2 separate regions of the Mus musculus genome follow, and region 2 is linked to region 1. The links are chromatin contacts, called in public HiCAR-type maps. All regions are on one chromosome and are shown on one strand. Each heading gives the region's core, a stretch centred on a gene start, on an enhancer-like site or on the middle of the called end of the contact. The rest is flanking DNA. Distances are from core to core; before and after follow the strand shown.

The links. HiCAR-type assays count read pairs that join an accessible place to other places.
Region 2: a contact with region 1 is called in a HiCAR-type map of astrocytes, with 6 times the contacts expected there. The contact joins the promoter of Rp2 here to the promoter of Fundc1 in region 1.

What each region holds. Positions count from the first base shown.
Region 1 is chrX:17,569,503-17,575,117 of GRCm38.p6, forward strand. It overlaps Fundc1 (FUN14 domain containing 1), which reads right to left and starts at 2,823. Exons shown (of 5, transcript NM_028058.4): 1 at 2,651-2,823; 2 at 1,801-1,957. The coding sequence starts at 2,678.
Region 2 is chrX:20,362,754-20,368,408 of GRCm38.p6, forward strand. It overlaps Rp2 (retinitis pigmentosa 2 homolog), which reads left to right and starts at 1,728. Exons shown (of 5, transcript NM_133669.5): 1 at 1,728-2,075. The coding sequence starts at 1,983.

The DNA.
Region 1 (5,615 bases), core at 1,573-4,072:
ATCAATGTTATATCCTAAAAAGATTTCAAATGTTTTCTACTCTGAATCTAAACTACAGTTCAAATCATTCCAACAAATCACCTATGTAGCTGGCAATATCACTTAGAGTTAGAATGCTTGCAAGGTCCTGAATTTGTGCCCACATAAAACAAAAACAAAAACAAGCCACCTGAATATAAGTGTCCTATTACACAGACCAGGTCATAGAGAGAGTTGAGCAGGTCAAAGCACTTGCTACCAAGTCTAAAGAGCCCAGTTTGATCCCCAAAACTCACATGGTAAAGATCAAACTCCTACTAGCTGTCCTCTGACCTCCACATATATACTGGGACACATCTGTGCCCCCCACACAAATAGATGGATGTAAAAAACAAATACCCACAAACTATTACATAGCTCCTGGGTTGAATACTTGTCTGATACTGACAATCCAAATGTATTACTACTGTTGTTGTTGTTATTATTATCAAGAATATGGTTCTTATACAGGAGTCAGTAAGGAAGAACAAAGAAAAAAGCAAGTAGTGAGGTCTTCATTAAACCCCAGGTTGAATGCTACAGCTACACAAGCTGTGTACCAGTCACTACTAACTTCTGCTCTGCCATTAGGGTTTTCAGGAAGACCTGGCAGTTATGGGCCTTCTTAGCAGGTTAGGTCTGTAAGAAGAAAATGTGCAACGATCTGGCTTTCCGCCATGATTCTCACTAACCAATCACCTCTGGCACCAAATTATAAATGCATTTAAGGGGGCAGAGTTGTAATCATCCTACAGTGAATCATCTAATTGACCGAGGCCCTGAGCAGAAATTTCCCTTCTAACTGTATGATTTTTCAATAAAGCAGTATTAATACTGTGCCTGTGCTCCATGGAATCTTCACCATAATTGTTCTTTGTTTGTTTTAAATTATGAAATGGCATTTACAAGAAGGCATGGGGCATCATTATTCCGAGGTTCATGGAAAACACACATGAATAAATGTCATTTTCCCATGCCAAGAGGAAGTATGTAAATATTTTAATTAGCACAAGATGAATTTACCTTAAATGTAAAGAAAAAAAATGCTTACAACTTAATCACTGTCACTTCAAAAAAAAAAGAGTCATCAACATATTTCAAAATACTGAACTGTTTCTGCCCCTTTTTATCTGGTTAATATTTTATTCCAAAAATAATAGAATTAAAATACATGGTAACAACAATGTAAATATGTGCTTACATGAGCTGTTGCTTGATTAATGGTTATTAGCCACTCCTTATTGTACTCCAAATTATTGCATAATAAGTAATCATTGCATTAATTCTAAAGCAAAGGCAATCTTCTCAGATCTTCTTCAAAGCACTATCATAATCAGAACCAGTACACAAAAAATGTAGAATCTGATGCATCATTGTGAATAATTTTTACAGACCATTAATGCTTCTATGTACAGAGCTGAGAATCTTAGAGGCTAGTTCTGCAATGGGAGTTCTCATGTTTTTTCCAGTTATTGGCACTGAATAGCAAGTAACAACTTACTTATAATTAACTTGCTTAAGTTGAAAATTTGTTAATGAATTAAAGGAAGTGTAAAGGGTGGAAGTGGAACTATGGTGGGCCTTTGACAGAGGGAAATCATCAAAATCCAACCAGGACTATCTGAAGGCTGATACAACCAATAAGATCCGGGAAAAGCCCCAAAGTTGTGTTCTTCTGGAATTTAAAAGTGGGGAGCCACTGAAGATTTATGGAGGCTGTGCCATTTACAAAAGGACAAGAGCCAGGTTCCCACTAAAATTTAATGAAAAGAATGTTCTCACCAGCCAGTCACGCCACCCATTACAATCTGAGTAGCTACTGAGTATTTTTCTACCATAGGTCCGGAACTGTGGCCAAATACTCGATTCCACCAGTGGTGTCTTCTTGCATATTCAGTTAAATCCAACACTTCGTATGATTCGTCATCGCTTTCATAGTCTTTAAAAATACAAAATGGAAAAAAAAAACATTCATTCTACAGTCTGAAACGTCTCACAAGCTGTTTTCATAAAACCTGTGGGCCAACACACTGTCATGTCTGGTCTACAACTAAAAAGGCCCAGATGTAAACGAAGGAGCGTGATTAACTCGATCTGGGAGACTAGGGCCTCAAGCATAAAGGGCCTAGCAACAGCATCGGCATTTCCTTTCCCAAGGCTTAGGGACACGCAGCCAGAGGCCAGTTGAATTACAAAGCAGTGGGCGGTCACCCGCACAATGAGAATAAGGTCAGGGCAGGGTACATTTCCATCTGTGGGAAAAGGGGGCGAGGGGATGATCCTTCCATGAAAGGAAAAGTCAGGAACCTAGCAAGAGGAAATCAGAGCAGGACTAAAACGCAACCAACCATGGAAATCAACCCGCCAACCCTCCTAATTTTGCAAGATGGAGAAGGGCTCGAGGTGGGGGCAGGGCAGGGCAGGGTCTAGCCTTGGTTAGGTGTAGGTGAGCATGCTAAATTCCGCAGAGAGGGAAAGGAGACCTCTGGTTCAAAGGGGCTCTCGCAAAGGGGCTGTACAGCGACAGAGCCCCAGAAACACTGGAGGAGGGAAAGGGAGAAACACCATAGCAATAAAAGGTCGAGTGCTGTGGGCAGCGTCCCAGAGACTACTTCGGGCCCTGGCTGCTCACCTTGGGGAGGGGGGTTCCGGGATGCCATGATACCGCCAGCGGCCAGTTGGGGGTGGTCCCTGCCCGCCTCTCCCCACCACTTTAAAGGACGCTCTAGGCCGAGTTGGAAGTCTATGGTCTCTCTTTTTTCCTCAGCCTCCTCCTCGCCCCGCCCACACAGTCGCGTCACCGCCACTCTTCCCTGTACACGACCTCCAACAATTTGTGCGCAGCCGCAAGGCTTGGGACTTGTGATGGAATAGCTGAGTCCCCGCCCTCCTATTGCTTATGGGAAATGTAGTCCGTGCTCTTTTCCACTGTAGCCTGGGCATTACCCCAACCTGCTCTAAGTTTCTAAGAGTTTTTTGTTGTTTTGTCTTATTTTTGTTTTTGCTTTTTGGTTTTTTTGTTTGTTTGTTTTTTACGCTAAAGGAATGGAGGGAGGAGCGGCTAAGGGTAATAGAACAAGATAATCAGTTTAGTGTTGGCAGACTGTTCTTAACAAGTCTTTAGTCAGGATGCTTCAACGAAGCTGTCTTTCTGATTAGGTGTTCTTTTTTCAGGCCCTATCTTTGGCCTTTAGTTCTTTCAAGAATTCTGTTGGCTTTAACAGAAATTTCAGGCCCACTTCTTGCTTGATGTCTAATAACCCAGTCATTCTCCAGTAAGAACCCAATTAAACTAGCTCAGCAATAAACTCCCTTGATGTCTCCTCTTGGTAGGACTCTACACTTCGACCCCCTCAGATTATGCACTATAAATCTCCAGCTTTTTGTTGTTGTTGTTGTATCCCAAATTAAAATAGACCCACTATCTATTTTAACAAGTGTCAGGGCAAATATTTTAAAGGTTTTTTTTTTTAATGAAAAAAAATTTTAATTAGATATTTTCTTTATTTACATTTAAAATGTTATCCCCTTTCCTGGTTTCCCCTCTGAAAACCCTCCTCCCCCTATCACTTCCCCACTCCTCCAGCTCACCAACCCACCCACTCCTGCTGCCTGGCTCTGGCATTCCCCTATGCTGGGGCATAGAGCCTTCACAGGACCAATGGCCTCTCCTCCCATTGATGACTGACAAAGCCACCCTCTACTACATATGCAGCTGGAGCCATGGTCCCTCCATGTGTTTTCTTTGGTTGGTGGTTTAGTCCCTGGGTATCCTGGGAATAGCGGTTGGTTCATATTGTTGTTCCTCCTATGGGGCTGCAAATGCCTTCAGCTCCTTGGGTCCTTTCTCTTGTTCCTCCATTGGGGACCCTGTGCTCAGTCCAATGAATGGCTGTGAGCATTCACTTCTGTATTTGCCAGGCACTGGCAGAGCCTCTCAGGAGACAGCTATAACAGGCTCCTGTCAGCAAGCACTTGTTGGCATCCAGAAAAGTGTCTGGGTTTGGCGACTGTATATGGGATGGATCCCCAGGTCACATTTTTCTCAAACTGCTGAGGGCTCTAGTTTTTTTAGTGCCCTGTTAGTCGAGCAGACTTTTGCTTGTATTTTTGGTTGGTTGGTTATTTTTAGACAACATCTCACATAACCTAAGATTCTCTGGAACTCCCTATGTAGAGCACGCTGGCCTCAAACTTACACAGACCTACTTCCCTCTGCCTCTCCAGTATTAGGATTGTTTGTTTGTAAACATGGTCACACTATGTAGCCCAGGCTGGCCTCTGATGCTGGATTCCTCTGTCTCACTCTGCCCAGTGCTGTGATTACCGACATTCACCACAAAGCTGTGATTTTAAGAATTGTTATTATTTGAATGTGAAATAGGGATAAAGTCTGTTTTTTTACCACAAATTTCCATGGATTCTGTAGAATATAAAAACATGTTGGATACCAAAGAACTAACCCAAGTTCACATAAATCAGCACCAAACTTATTTTAAATATGCATTCTAGCCCTTCCGGTCTGCGGCAGCTCCATCACCTTGGGCTCGAACTCCGAAGACAGTCCCACAGTCCCCAAAGGACTCTCCACACGATCTTAGGATCACTGGTGAGTGGAAGACAACATCAGTTCCAAACCAATCTTGATGGGCCTGTGCCAGCAGCAGGGGCGCAGGAAACCCACTTGACCAGGGGCTCAAGTCCCTTCTGGTCAGTGCCAGCTCCAAGCCACCTTGGGCACGAACTCAACAGATCGTCCCACAGTCCACAGAGAACTCTCCACGCTACAGGCACCCTAGCACACCCAGGATCTTAGGATCACTGGTGAGTGGACACAACATCTGTTCCAAACCAATTGTGACAGGCCTGTGGCAGCAGGAGCAAGGACATGTGAGCCCTGCCTGACGAGCTGCTCAGGTTCCTTTTAATCAGTGCTGATATACCTTGGTTTCGAACACACCAGACAGCCCCATGGTCCCCAGAGGAGACACTACTTCCAGACGCTGTAACATGCCCAGGATCTTAGGATTCCAGGATACTAGGATACCAGGATACCAGGATAGCAGCAGCTTGCTCACTTCAGAACCTCGGGGTCTCAGAGGAAGCTTGACTGCCAAGAACTCTGACACAGCCAGAATCTCAGGTTAACAGGAGCCCGGAATCATAGAATCACAGAGAAACCTGGACACTGGGGAGTACTGAATCAATCCGGATTATAGAAAGGACAGGCTCCAATCAGATATATTGAGGGCAGCAAGCACTTGAGATAATCAGATGGCAGGAGGCAATCATACGAACAGAAGCAACAGAAACCAAGGTTACTTGGCAACATCAGAACCAAACTCTCCCACAATAGCAAGTCCTGGATACACCATCACATCAGAAAAGCAAGATATGGATCTAAAGTCACTTCTCATGATGATGATGGAGGACTTTAAGAAGGAAATAAATAACTCCCTTAAAGAAATACAGGAAAACACAGGTAAACAGCTAGAAGCACTTAAGTAGGAAACACAAAAATCCCTTAAAGAGTTACAGGAAAACACTACCAAACAGGTAAAAGAATTGAAAAACAAAAACATCCAGGATCTAAAAAT
Region 2 (5,655 bases), core at 478-2,977, 2.8 Mb after region 1:
GTTTCAAAGCAATGAGTTAGGGCTGGAGAGATGGATCAGCAGTTAAGAGCACTGGCTGCTCTCCCAGAGGTCCTGAGCTCAATTCCCAGCAACCACATGGTGGTTCACAACCATCTGTAATGGGCTCTGATGCCCTTTTCTGCTGTGTCTGAAGAGAGTGACAGTGTACACACATACATAAAATAAACAAATAATTTTAAAAGGGTGTGCTCAAAGCAATGAGTTTTAGAAATTCTTTCTCTAAAATTAGTTTTATTGAGTTGTGTCTTTATGAAGAACATGATCCATGAGGGACAGAGGATCTGAATTTTTCTAGTTCTTGCTCAATTCCATTCATTGTGACCACAGATTCATCCCTGGATTTCAGCTTCTTATTCTGCACTCTGCAGTGATCAAACTTTTGCTATTCTATGAATATAAATTAGCAGCAGGGCTCTAATACAAAACTATCCTCACATAGAACTTTGATCTGACTGAAGAAAAAGGCAGTAATGCACAGCTTTTATTGTCCAAGACCTGGAGCTTAACTTTCAGGTCATTTATAATTCTTAAGCACTGTACCCTTCTTCCTGGTTGTACAAAAAGGGCAGGAAGTGAAAGGAGGAACAATCTTAATGCCCAAATTGAGTCAGAGGCTCTTTTAGAATCTACATTAAATGTGATAGGTATGGTCAAGTAAAAAGATAAACAAATTTGAAAGTGCTAGTCTGCATTTGATGTCTTATCATGATGTTTTAATACTGTATCTCAGAGAAATCAACTTATTATGAAAGCAATACATGGGCATTGTACTCAAAGTCCACCCAAATACAACAAATGTTAATGATTGTGTATATTTTTATGTTTTCACGCGAACTTTGTACCATTTGCTTTGAACAGATCAGGTTGTTTATATGATAGGGTTTATATCCTCTATTAGACTTTGCACTGCTTGAGTTCCTAAAGCTCCTTTGTGGTGAGTCAACATGCCTCTCTTACCCTCTATAGTTGGACTACTGTCTTTTGGAAGAGATTGGAAAAAGGTTATATGTGCTTCTGTCATTGGATGCATAAGCTGAGAGATTCAAAGGTACATGCCTTTTTGTAATATCCTTTTGCTCCCAGATTCACTGTTCTAGTAAGGAGACAATACTAGGTTTTTATCCTAAATACTTGTCCAATTTTGGAGAGATAAGTGGAAGCTTTTAGACATCCCTCAAAGGATTGGAGAGATGGCTCAGTGTTTAAGATCATTTGCTCCTCTTGCAGAGGATCCAGGTTCGCTCCCTAGCACTTGCTTGATGGCTTACAACTATTAGTAACCAGGAGATTTGAGCCCTCTCCTGACCTCTACAGACACCAGACATGAACAGTTCGACCAGAAGCTTGTGGGTTCCCTAGAAAGGTACTGAAAGGGAGGAGTGAAGGACACAAATTTGTTTTACAAAATCAGCAAGATTTTTTTCCCTAGCAATTTTTGTCATAAAACAAGTCCACTACTCTGTATGGCATCCCCTCCAGAGCTTAAATTTTGGAAACTTTCGAAATTTGAGCACCGGGTCAGGAAAAGGTACTCAGCCCAATCAAACAGCAGCCAGCTAGCCCAGCCTAGTTCACTAGAGGGGAGAAGCTGGGGGTGGAGTAGGACCGACCTGGGGACGGGGCCCTCGGTGAGAGCACCTGAGCTGGCCAGCCCCCCGCTGACGTAGGATTGGTGAATGAATACTTTGGCCTGAGCTCATAGGAGCAGAGCAGCTTGCGAGGCATTGATTGGCTCAGAGGCTGCTGCCCGCTTATTGGTTGCCATAGGTCGTCACGGAGACCTAGGGGGTTGGGCGGAGAAGGGTGTTGGGCCTGGCGGGAGTGCTGAGGGTTCCTGGCGGCGGGGCTGCTCCCCTGGGCGGTGTCCGGGGAGCTGTTGGCCGAGTCACCCTGGCTTCCCGCCACCCTCTGAAAGGTGTCTGAGCGAGTGGGGTCCACTACCAAGACCCTTAGGCCGCACCATGGGCTGCTGCTTCACTAAGAGGAGGAAGAGTGAAAAGGCTGAGGGAGAGGAGGAGCAGCCCAAGCTGTACAGCTGGGACCAGCGGGAGAAGGTGATGTTTTGGGGATCCCTTGCTTTGGGCCCTCCTCGGCTGCCCTTTGCAGCAGATGAAAGCGGGCAGTTTGGCGGGTGGCCCACAACTGGCTTTCACTGGCGCGCACAGGCAGCTGAAGTCGCACGACTTTGGGGGCGGGATGTGAAGGGCCCAAAGGAGGCATAGAGTTAGTGGTCAGCCTAACTAGACTCCCAGGGCCTCTCTGTAGGCTCTGCACCCCGACTCCGGATTCTAGAAAGGACTCCAGGGAGGGAAAGAGCCAGGAAGGTGCTGAATCTCCAATCAGCTCATTTCACCAGCGTTGGCCAAAGGGGTTTGGTCCAGTGGTCGAATTACACACGCAAGACTGGTTCTCATCTTTTCTGCGGTTTGTATTCCCAAGCTGTTACTCTTTTGTCTGCTCTCCTCTGAAAATCGCTTTTGGTGCCTCTTGGTGTTACTCAGTTATTAAATGGACTGTTTCATGTCTACCTTTATTCTCGTCTTCCATTTATCAGAAAAGAATAATGAAAATTGAGGCAGTCTTGGAGTGTATTGTGTAAGGTGAAAGTACCCAACACAAACCAGGAAGTAGTTTATTATTGCAGCTTTATATGAACGAAAATGCCATATATATATATATGTACACACACACATACACACACACATATATACATATGTGTGTGTGTATATATATATATATATATATATATATATATATATATATATATATATATATATATATATATATATATATATATATATATATATCTCAAAAGGTTTGAAAAAGTCTCCTAATCTTGCACAAAACACACTTACTTAGGCATACATTTCACAATGGTTCCTCTTTCTACAAAGTTCTTCTTTTCTTCTTAGTGTAGTTGCTTTGTAAAACACTTAATAGACATCAATTATTATAGTTTCTCAAACAAAATAAGAACGCTTGTTCTTTTAAATGGGTGTCATGAACAGTTAACTATTGCTTAATGCAACAACTTTGACCAGAAGTACTAAAGTCTTGTTTTGTTATAACCAGTCATCCTGCATCCTTGTTTGGTATGACAAATCATCCTGCATCATTTCAAATCCCCAGCAGAATTTAGGCATTCATATAAATGACATTTTCAAAATGTTGGCTTTTAACAAATGGAAGCTGAATTCTCAGGCTCAGCTTTTTGCCTTTGACTCTGAAACCTTTCTTAGGCCATGTGGCCTTTTGTTCCTCTTATATAGCAGTATTTTGTCATGTAGGAAAGTGTTGTATTTTCTGTCTTATATGAAGATTGTACCCATCAAAATCATTTGGTAGGAGGATTTTGAAGTATTCATTTTCAACAGCCTTGGGATTTCTAATAATGCTGTTTAAATTTTTTCTCCCCAGCGCTGGGTATTGAGCCATGCTAGGCAAGCATTCTACCACTGAGTGGCATCCCTAGCTAAACAATGCTCTTTAAACTTGAACTTCCTGCTGCAGAGAGAGTTTTTGTTTGTCTTATTTTGTTTAGAAGTGTCAGGCTAAAAGTAAAAGTGTGCTTTTCTTTTCAGTAGTCTTGGTTGGCTGTGGTTCACTGTTCCATAATAATTGTCTTTCTGCTAACTTCTACTTACAAAGTTCTGATTAATTGGGGTCTTCTGGTCTTGCTATTATGTTATTTTTGCAACAGGATCTTTTTTGTTATATTTTGAGACAAGGTCTCATGTAACTCTGCATAGCCCTGAGTATCTATCTGATTCCCCTGCCTCCATCTCTTGATTGCTTGAATTGTAAGCATGCATCACCAACTTATGCTAGAGACAATGTTTTGATATGTACTTCTGGCTAGCCTGTTAAACGGTATGTAGCTTAGGCTGGCCTTGGATTTCAGGCAATCTACCTGCCTGAGCATACTGAGTACTGAGATTATGGGCTGGGCTACCACACCCTGATAGTTGGGATCTTTCATATGAATGTGTTTTGTGATCTCTTTTTCTTGTGCTCTTTATCTAAGTTAAAGTACTGAAAAATAGCTTAGTGGATACTAATATCTAAGTGTCGCCTCTCCCACCATGTGTGCTGCATTAAACTTTCTGGTGTAAATAGGAACATTAAATTTTTTTCATTTATAGTTTTAAAATGTTTTTATTCAATAAAGAGGTCAGCCTTGAAACCAGATTCATACAAACAGCAAAAACAGACTCAGTAGGTTGTATTTATGCATACTTAAACATACATAGATATGTATGTGTAATAATAATAAAGGAACCCTTTTTGAGAGCATTGCTAGGTACTATAGTTGTAGAGATGTAAGAGCTGTTATTGGAAATGTACAATAAGCCTATATATATATAAAATAGCTAGATATATAATTATATTCTATATAATACATAGTATACATAAGATGCCATAATATATTATTATTATATATATTATATAGATATAATAAAAGTTAAAACCTTTTTTGTGGTGCTGGGAATAGAACACAGAATGTTAGGCAGGCATTCTACCACTGATCTATACCCCTAGCCCTCCAATGGTACTTTTACTGACCCTGGTCTTGCTATCTCTTGAAACTTTTGTGTGTGTGTGTGTGTTTTTCATTACAAGGAATTGAGTGTAAATACACAGCTTACCGAAATAACTGAGATACATTGTATCTGTAGCAACAGAAATGGTTTGTCTCAGGTTTTCATAATATCATGGAGTCTAGGTCTGTGCTGTTTAAAGTTAGAGCAAGCAATTAGTCAACCTGTAAGAGATTTTGTTTTTTGTTTTTTTTTAATGAGTTGACTGTAATCTCCTTACCATTGGAAAAGTGGTGTTTAAAGTTTCCTTAGGTTGTATAATCAGAGTTGATGGGTACCCCATGGGTTTTGGGTTTTGTGTTGGGTAATTGGGTCAGCCTTAAGGGACTGAAGCAAGGAGAAATTGTCTCAATTAGAAAGAATGTTTGAGGACTAAGTGGTGTCATGGCAACTTACATATTACAGTCAACAGTGGAAGGAATTCATTTTCCATTGCTGCTGACTTTGAAAAAGAAAAAAAAAAAACTACCCTGAAATGAGAAATAGTTTGGATTCTAAGATCTCTGTTTAAATCATTTAGAAAGAAATGCCTTTTCTTATTATTTATATGCTGTATTTTAATAGTTAAGCAAATTATTCAATGTATATGTATTCAAACACCAAGGAAGAGCCAAACTTATTATTCTTGCCCTCCGAGATCTTCCTTGCCCTTTGGAGTGAAAACGGGAAATACTGAGGCAAAATGGGGTGAAGATGAGTGGCACACAAAGGGAGTTTTCAGTTCCACTTATTCATGCTAATATTCCTCAATAACGGAAAGAAGAATAGTTTCTCTGGCTGGGCAAAGTGGTGCAAGCCTATAGTGCTAGCAACTTTGGAGGCTTGGTGCTTCTGAGTACAGGGCCAGCCTCCTGAGTTTCAGGCTGCCCTGTGTGAGTATGGTCATTGTGAGACTGAGATCTTGACTCCTTAAAAAGAAAAAAAAAGAATTAGTTTCCCAAATGATGGCTTAGGTATGAAAATTGTGATTTGAGTATGAAGAACACACTTGTATCTGCTACATTTGTCTCATGATTATTCGAAATAGTGCTTATTA